Linked DNA regions of Mus musculus: regions 1 and 3 are each linked to region 2. Evidence: chromatin contacts called from public ChIA-PET and HiChIP or PLAC-seq data. All regions are on one chromosome and are shown on one strand. Each heading gives the region's core, a stretch centred on a gene start, on an enhancer-like site or on the middle of the called end of the contact. The rest is flanking DNA. Distances are from core to core; before and after follow the strand shown.

Evidence for each region. ChIA-PET counts read pairs in DNA pulled down with a chosen protein or histone mark. HiChIP or PLAC-seq counts read pairs in DNA pulled down with a chosen protein or histone mark.
Region 1: a contact with region 2 is called in an RNA polymerase II ChIA-PET map of memory CD8 T cells, with 101 read pairs. The contact joins two enhancer-like sites. A contact is called at or near these places in 2 of 484 Hi-C or Micro-C datasets (the G1E-ER4 cell line and spermatogonial stem cells) and 1 of 115 datasets of contacts at active chromatin or transcription factors (memory CD8 T cells).
Region 3: a contact with region 2 is called in an H3K27ac HiChIP or PLAC-seq map of the HPC-7 cell line, with 5 times the contacts expected there. The contact joins two enhancer-like sites. A contact is called at or near these places in 1 of 15 datasets of contacts at CTCF or cohesin (the G1E-ER4 cell line), 4 of 484 Hi-C or Micro-C datasets (the G1E-ER4 cell line and reprogramming fibroblasts) and 1 of 115 datasets of contacts at active chromatin or transcription factors (the HPC-7 cell line).

What each region holds. Positions count from the first base shown.
Region 1 is chr1:69,758,441-69,761,140 of GRCm38.p6, forward strand. No RefSeq gene overlaps it. Among named protein-coding and RNA genes, the nearest start is that of Gm29822, 28 kb to the right of the region's middle. Within about 2 kb of position 1,296, at least 61 of the 459 cell types and tissues checked have an H3K27ac peak or open chromatin away from gene starts, as enhancers often do. A contact at or near this core is called in memory CD8 T cells, where this site is marked.
Region 2 is chr1:69,512,292-69,515,019 of GRCm38.p6, forward strand. No RefSeq gene overlaps it. Among named protein-coding and RNA genes, the nearest start is that of Gm28497, 82 kb to the left of the region's middle. Within about 2 kb of position 1,405, at least 63 of the 459 cell types and tissues checked have an H3K27ac peak or open chromatin away from gene starts, as enhancers often do. A contact at or near this core is called in the G1E-ER4 cell line, the HPC-7 cell line and memory CD8 T cells, where this site is marked.
Region 3 is chr1:69,654,298-69,656,997 of GRCm38.p6, forward strand. All of the region lies in intron 3 of Ikzf2 (IKAROS family zinc finger 2), which reads right to left. Among named protein-coding and RNA genes, the nearest start is that of Ikzf2, 30 kb to the right of the region's middle. Within about 2 kb of position 1,299, at least 49 of the 459 cell types and tissues checked have an H3K27ac peak or open chromatin away from gene starts, as enhancers often do. A contact at or near this core is called in the G1E-ER4 cell line and the HPC-7 cell line, where this site is marked.

The DNA of each region.
Region 1 (2,700 bases), core at 46-2,545, 250 kb after region 2:
ATAGACCTACTGTCAGTTCTGTTCTTTGGGATAGAGCCAAAGTTACCCTCAAAGCGACTACGGTTGCTCATAGATGGTTGTGCCACCGTCCCCTTGCTTTCCCTGTCCTGCAATGGACTTCTGTAAGCCACACTTACTTGAGTTCGCATCTTTCTGGGGACTCCAACTTACGACTGAGAGATATTAATAATTTTTACATTATCCTCAGAAAACAGTAGGCAGAAATGGAGAAAGTGTCTAGCATCCTCTTCCAGCTTCTTAAATTTAAGCTTATTATGCTGACCTACCTGTCTCAGACGTGCTTAGAAAGAAAATGGACTCTCTTTTGGATAGCAGGTTCATTTTGGAAGTTTGTAATGTGAGTCTGGACGTCAGGAGAGAGGTCAGACCCAGGGATGTATTGAATTAAAATAAGCAGGGTTGTAAACTTATATGAATTATACTGTATGAATTATGCTGATTTACTTTTCTATGAACTACTGGCCATTCTCACCTAATTTTAAGATTCAATACAGCTGTAAGTTTCATTAAATGTTTATGATCCTATTAAGGGGTATATTTTTAGCTTTAATAAAAGGAAGTTGATAAAGCTTCATTATCTGTCGTTTGAGAGGAAGAATAAAAAAAAAATTCTAAGATCTAGAAAGTGAGTCTATAATATGTCATTGTAAATCTTCTATTCCCCAAGCCTTTGTCTGTCTCTGACATCAAAGATAAATGACTATCACTGGAATTAATATCTCTTAAATATATCATGATTCTTCAACATTATTACCAAAAGGCTGTTATGAAAACTTCACTAAAATAGAATTTGATTTTCTTTCTATGAACTGTAAGGGTGACTGATATTGCAGTGCCTGTACTGGCAATGTCTTCTATAGTAACTCGGCGGGCTTTCTTAAAGGGCTAAAATTACTTCAAGTGTGGAAAGGAAAATTACAAAATTTAGTGACAAAATTATTCTAGCTCTCTTTCTTTTTATTTTTTCAGTTTGAAGACCACAGTCATTTAAATCACTTTACTAACCAAGGTTAGTGTCACTTTAGGCTCTGAATCTTTGCTTTCAAAAGACAGAAGCAAAGGTTGCAAAATAATACAACTCAATTGGCACAAGGGGAGCTTAAGAAACAACCTCAGGCTCTTTGAATTACTCATTTCTCCTACCGGCGGCAGAAGATAATTTTACTGCGAGTCCGTTGCATTACCGTGAATAACAAGCATAATTCCTCTAGAACTGCGCGTCTATGCAGAGGCCCCCTTTGCAGTTGCTATGGAGCTCCTCCCTATGGCTGACTTTACCAAGGCTCGCTCACTTTGGGTTAGAAGGAAGTGCGTCTGAAAGATGTCAGGAGACTGCCTGTGTGGTCTGGAACCGGACAAGAAAATGAAACCAAATACCCAAAGCCTCAGTTACTGGTGAAGACTCTACCCTACGCATGCTAATGAGGATGGCGCTAGAAAAGAAATATTGCTTCCGATGTAAAAAGATAAAACTTCTGGAAGGGTGCGATTTTTAATTTCAAATTTAGATGATGAGTTGGAGGCATTCCAGCTCTAAACAATGCTGACCAGTCTTCTGTCTGAGGTATCTGATCCTTTCTTTTAGAAATTATGCCATCAGAGGCAAAACTGCAAGATAATTCTAGGACAGGGACTTATCCTATGTGCCTGAAACATTTGGGCATTTTAAAAAATGCTTTTGTTACTGTTTCCCATTACTAAGGGCTTGTCTTTAGGCCATGAGCACAACTCATGGAAGACAACAGTCACAAGCTGCTGAAAATACAAATAGAATGTCCTGCGAGCTGGTGGCCTCTACCCTGCATTCATGTTAAGCGCACGTTCACGTTTTTTCCACGTCCTCTATTAATGTTTTAGTACATGTGTGTTGGGAACTGACCTCCAGTCCTTTCTTGTGTGCCAAGGACCCATTGATCCATCTCCAAAGTCTTCTATTTATTCTAGAATTGGTCTCATTTCTATTTTTTTGCAATGGAGGTAAGGCATGAGTGAATATGAAAATAGAACACAAATCATAAAAGATGAGAAACAATGGACACCGTCTCCGTTTCACAGGTCTGTGTTTGTGGCAGGTATTTAAAATGCACATTAACAGAGCATACACACTCCAATTTGTGATCCCGGCTCCTCCTCCCTGCTTTCTGACAATGTCTGTGCAGCCACACCAATTATAATGACACTCCTTGTAATTTTATTTGAAAATTAACATATTCACTTTCTGAAATGTACCTGTGCTTGTATTTAAAGCCAGACATGTTAACTGTACGTGGTTCATGTCCCCCACCTCTTCCTCAAGAGGGTGAGCCCCCATTGAGGCAGTAGCAATCTGTCATCACAGCATATTAAGATGCTTCTGTGGAGTAAACTCTTGTTAGGAAGGTGGTTTATTATTTTTAAAAGGTCGAAGAACAGACAAGAAACTGACCCTTTTGTCTGAGATCATCAGTTTTTCATGATATGAGTGTCCCTCCATTCTACCAGCTCCTGTCCGCAAATACATAATCTCACAATTGAAGCTTATAATGCACAATAGAAATTTCTTTCCACGTTCTCTTTGAGTTCTGATTTTAATATGAATAACAGATGTAGGAGAGGATATGGGTTTGGTTATAATTACAGCTATCACACATTTCAAATGCTGTAGATTTTCCAGAATTTTAAATTCTGGAAAATAGATTT
Region 2 (2,728 bases), core at 155-2,654:
ATTGCTTATGATATTTTGTAGGAAAAGTAAGAAAGATAGCACACTTCTTAATAAGTATTTGGTAATAAACATTAAAGAATTCTCTGAACCATCCTTATGGATACAAGAGGATATATACTATGAAATATATCTGCTGCCTTCCAATTTTCCAGAATGTTCTGCTCTAGACTTGGAATAACTCTTTTTTTTTTAATGGGGACATCATAGATAACTGCAGACATCTCACTTCATTGTTCTGGAATGATGCCATTGCTTTAATGCAGGCATTGGTCTTTTATCCTCATTGAGATGAAATAAAGCAGTTAACACACACCAGCATATACTGCACATTTCCATACCGGGTTCAGTATCGCTCTTTCACCAACAGAGTCAGGCTGGCACCGCAAAGCAGCCAGTGTCAGAAGGTCAATCAGATTCCTAATATGCAAAGGAGCAAATGAAAGCAGTGAGATTCTAAGGTGCAGTGCTTTCTGAGCTAAGAAAACAGAAAAAAATGGCTTGACTCAGAGCAAGGACTCTGTAAGTGATCCTTCTGTTGTGTCAAGTGCTAAGTTTTCAGTGCAAAAGGGTAAAATAATCAAAACCAAACAAACACCTCGTGATAGCAGAATATTCCCTTCCAAGGAGCTCCAGTTCTTTTGGAATGACTCCCAGATTGTCAAGGCTGTGCAGGTTTGGGTACATAAATTTGTATGGGATAAAGGTGTCATAATCCAGAACACAATGTTTACAACACCAGGGTCCTGTGCACTATTACACAGTTCACCTTCATTGTCATTTCAAAATACAGGCGCCAATTGGCTTCCCAGGATTCTCCAGAACAAAAGGAGGCCAGTTTCATTTTCTGCTTCACATAGGAAGAACGAGGACAGACTGAGGACCATGACACAGTTAACCTTACACAGCAAGACAACCCGCATGGACCAGTGACATGGTCTGACTGCCCAGCCCCACATGTCATTCCCTGTCTCTGCTCAAGAAAGGGCAGGAAGTGCAGTGTCTTGTATGAAAATATGAGAACTTAGGTAAGACTCACAGCTCGGATGAGAAAACCATTCCACGCATTATGATCTAGACAGACAAGATACAAGGGAAGGTAACTCTATATGATTAACTATTCCTCAGGAAACCCCTTCACTGCCCCTGGGGTGGGGCATCAACATGAAAAGTTCAATACATAAGAAGGATATAAACAGTTTGATAATGTGGAAGAGTCAAAGTCAGAAGGAGAGAATGAGAAACACAGCGAATCACACGGGGCATGCTGTGTGGTTTCTGATCTTTTCAGAATGGCACCTCAAACACAAAGAGGTTTGAACAGATTCAAAAGGGAACCAAGAGAGACTTGGGAGAGTGAACTTGTCCATTTAAGCATGCCCCCCACCCCCCACCCCAGGCCTTGCTGCTCATCTAAAAACAAGAAGTAGAGCAGGTCAGGAAAGGGGTTATGGTTAACACTGCAAGATGAAAGATAAGCAACCAGGCAGTTAGAAGCCAAAGCATTTTATCTAGCAGAGCAGGTCTGGCCTTGTTTCCATCTTGATAAGAAGTAGATTGGAGAGCTTGTTTGTCTATAGCCTAGGATGGGGAGGAGGGGTGGGAGAGCAGCAGAAAGAGGACAGGGAAGTCTGGGTGGGGGTGGGGAGCTGCAGGAGTCCTGGCACACAGCTGAAGTGGCGGTCAGTCCCTCTTTCTTTTGTGTCCTGTCTGTATTTGAACTTTGGAAAGTGCTAGGCAGGTCGATTTAGATAACGTGAGTGGATTTCTGATATTTGTGAGACCTTACTTATCGAGAATGTCATGGTGGCCAGAAGGGGCTTGTTATCAGAGGCTAAACTGCTGAGACAAACTGGATGGGATGGACTTAAAGCCTGAAGGAAATGATATGGACGGTTACTGTCCTTTTAAATCACTATTATTTTTACTTTGATGTATATGCAGCATACACTCTGTCTCCTTAAACTTCTGTTTTCATCTTAAGGCCTTAAAACAAAATAAAACAAAACAGAATAGATTATGGTTATTCCCACTTCCATTCTACGACCTGGAATTGCTAACTGTGTGTGATGGGTTGTTTTATATAACTAATAAACTTGACACAGGTCTAAAATAGCCACTTGGTAGCAAAGATAACATAATTCTTTGGGATTTTATTCTGAACTACTCAGCATTTCTGTCTAAACAGAAACATAAATTCAAAATGAAATTCCAGCTATAAATCAGTTTTTACCATCATTTGCAGCAAGTTAAAATGATTTTTTTCATTGTCGTGGATTTTCATTTCTGAAGCCATCCATCATTCAAGTAGATTTAATTGATCATTGGAGAAGATTAGCACATGGGAAGTATTACCAGATGAGTGCTATCCACTCCTGGATTAGTGTTTATAATCTATATTTAGAAGAAAATTCAACCAAGAGGTTTTAGATTAGACACAATACCAAGTATGTATAAATGATGTGTGGGAAGAGGCCGTCTCCAGACCGTATGACCCTCCTTATTTTGCTTTTTTAGACTAGCTGGCATCTGAGTTCACTTTCTTTGTGATTCTCAGGCAATTCCCAAGGCAGTTGGGTGCTTTTTTGAGCCCAGCAGCAATGTCCAGAAGGCTCTGCCAGGATACTTCTTTCTCCAGAATGTTTTTCATGTATGTATGTATGTATGTATGTATGTATGTATGTATGTATGTATTCTCCTCTAACCTCCCGTGCTAGGCTAGTCTGTTGAT
Region 3 (2,700 bases), core at 49-2,548, 140 kb after region 2:
TGAGATTTACTACTGTGGTTTGAGTTGGAAGTGCTAGAGACACCTCTAGACACAGAAACACACACACACACACACACACACACACACACACACACACACACACACACACACACACCATAGAGCAGCAGTGATCCATTAAGCTATGCCACTCTCTAAAGTCCTCGGCCTGGATTAGCTGCCTCAAATTGCTCAAAGACAAGATAGAAAGGTGAGACAAGAGTGCCTAGTCCTTCCAGACAGGTTTTGAATTGAACTAAGGATGGTGAAGACTCCTATCAGCATTATGCAATCCTAGACAAAGAAGGCAGGGCCCACAGGATTGCAAAGAGCATACACGTATCACAGAGGAATGGCTTTTGTTGTTGATTGTAGACTCATTTTAAACCAGGTGTAGTGGCACAGGCCTTTAATCCCAAAACTCTTGAGGGAGATGCAGGCAGGTTTGAGTTCAAGGCCAGCCCAGTCTACAGAATGAGTTCCAGGAAATCTAGAATACATAGTGGGATCATTTCATACATACATACAAAGAGATAGATAGATAGATAGATAGATAGATAGATAGATAGATAGATAGGCAGAGAGATAACAAAAAGATTTATTTTGTTGTTATTTATGTATATAGTTTGTGTCTATGTATGTATGCGTGCCACTTGTTGTCCACAGAGGCCAGGAGAGAGTGCTGGATCCCCTGGAGAAGGAGTTACAGGTGGTTGTGAGCAGCTAAATGTGTGTGCTGCAAACCAAATTCGGTTCCCTAGAAGAGCAGCAAGTGCTCCTAGCAGCTGAGCCACTTCTCTAGCCTAAGGGGAAGTGGGTTTATAAAGAACAGGATAAGAAAGATAAACAGAATGTTAAAGGGGGCCCAAAGACAAGCCACAGATTTCATCAGAGCCAGGCCAATCTATAGAACACATAACAACCTTAGCTAGGGTAAGGCTGGCACTCCAGAACCTCAGCTAGGGCAACTTGGCATACTCTCCCTGCTTTCAAACTACTTATCCCACCACATTTCTCCCTCCCTTCCTTCCTTCCTTCCTTCCTTCCTTCCTTCCTTCCTTCCTTCCTTCTTTCTTTCTTTCTTTCTTTCTTTCTTTCTTTCTTTCTTTCTTTCTTTCTTTCTTTTTTGAAATAGGTCAGCTTGACAAAAGGGCAAATGACTAAGCTGAAACACATTTCCCTAAGTTCAGCCAGAGGAAGTTTCATTAGAAGACGAAAGCCATGAGCCAGCACAAACAGGACAGATGAAAGTGTGGGAGAGAAGAAACATGAGAAGGACAAAGAAGAAAGGGTGTAGCACTGTTATTCTGTTACGGATGACACATATAAGGAAGTCCGGAGGAATTTGCTTATTAATACTCTACCCTACCTGAGGTAGGGCTCCAGACACATCCATCTTGGTTAGCTCCAAATTAGAAGAGCAAACATGAACGAAGCGCTTAAGCACTGACTGTAAGGTGGACCTGAATTGTGATTGGGGTCTAAAGCTTATCGACAGATATGGGACTCTACTGTATCCTGTTGCCCCAAGAGCAGGTAAAATCAGACCAGAATTCACCTTCTCTGGGATTACGAAGCAGGAAAAAAAACCATTAATGATTTCATGAGTGTCATGCACTTAGGAAGGTATCCAGGGAAGGAAGGAGCGGCTCAACCTGGGAAGAAGAAACCTTACCTGTTTGACCTTAGTAATGGCATAGCTATTTGTTTGGAGAAAGGATTTGCTGTTGAAGATAGCTATGCTACAAGAGCCTGGGTCTCACCCTTTTCTTTTCTCCACCCTCTCCCTCCCCCATCCCTCTACTGCCGCTGCCCCCCACCCCCCAGTTAAGGAAGTCACTCCAACTCTTTCCCTAAATAGTCCCTACCTCAGGTCCCTGCCCCTAGCCCTCCCCTTGTCAGCTGTCCATAAGACACTAGAGTAGACTGCAATCGCTCTGTATGAGGTACATAGGCAGGAAGACAACAGGTCAGAGAAGGAAAAAGGCTGCAGTCTCTTCCCTGGAGGATCTCAAAGTCCACCCCAGGAGGCAAACCCATAAAACAATAACAATACAATATGCCAAATACCATAATGGAAACTGTCTATGCTTGGTGCTACAAGATAATGGGAATGACTGATGTTTCAAAGAAGTACTGGGAGTGTACGGGGGGGGGGGGGAGGAGGGCAGAGATTCAGGGAAAGAAGGTTTGTGCAACATTAAGGCAAAATGAAAGGACATACATTATGTTGGGGACATGGCAAGTGTCTGGCTGGAAGCAGAGAATAGGGCCAATTCAGGAGATAACAATAAAAAGACAGGCTGGGTTGTTTAACAAGGAGCATAGACTAAAACACAAAGGAGTGTATCAGACTTCATGTCACAGGCAAAGGGAGTCATTAACGTTTGCAGGAAGGAGATAGCAAACAGATTTTATTATAGAAAACGATGAAAAGATTATAGAAGGAAAATGGTAATTCTAAGAATTTAACTAGAAGGTAGACACCCTCCAGTTCTTCCTAAGCAGTCAGTGTGATCTTGTGCTTTAATTATATGGATATCATTTGCAAGCCATTATACCTGCCTGCGTGTCTCAAACCCACACCTAAAATATTCAAATATTTAAATTTTCTAATTTACAAGCTCATCCTGCAAAATCCCTTTCTCCTTAACGGAAAAATTTATACTTCCCTCGCCTCTGCGCAGCATTTGTTTTTACGTG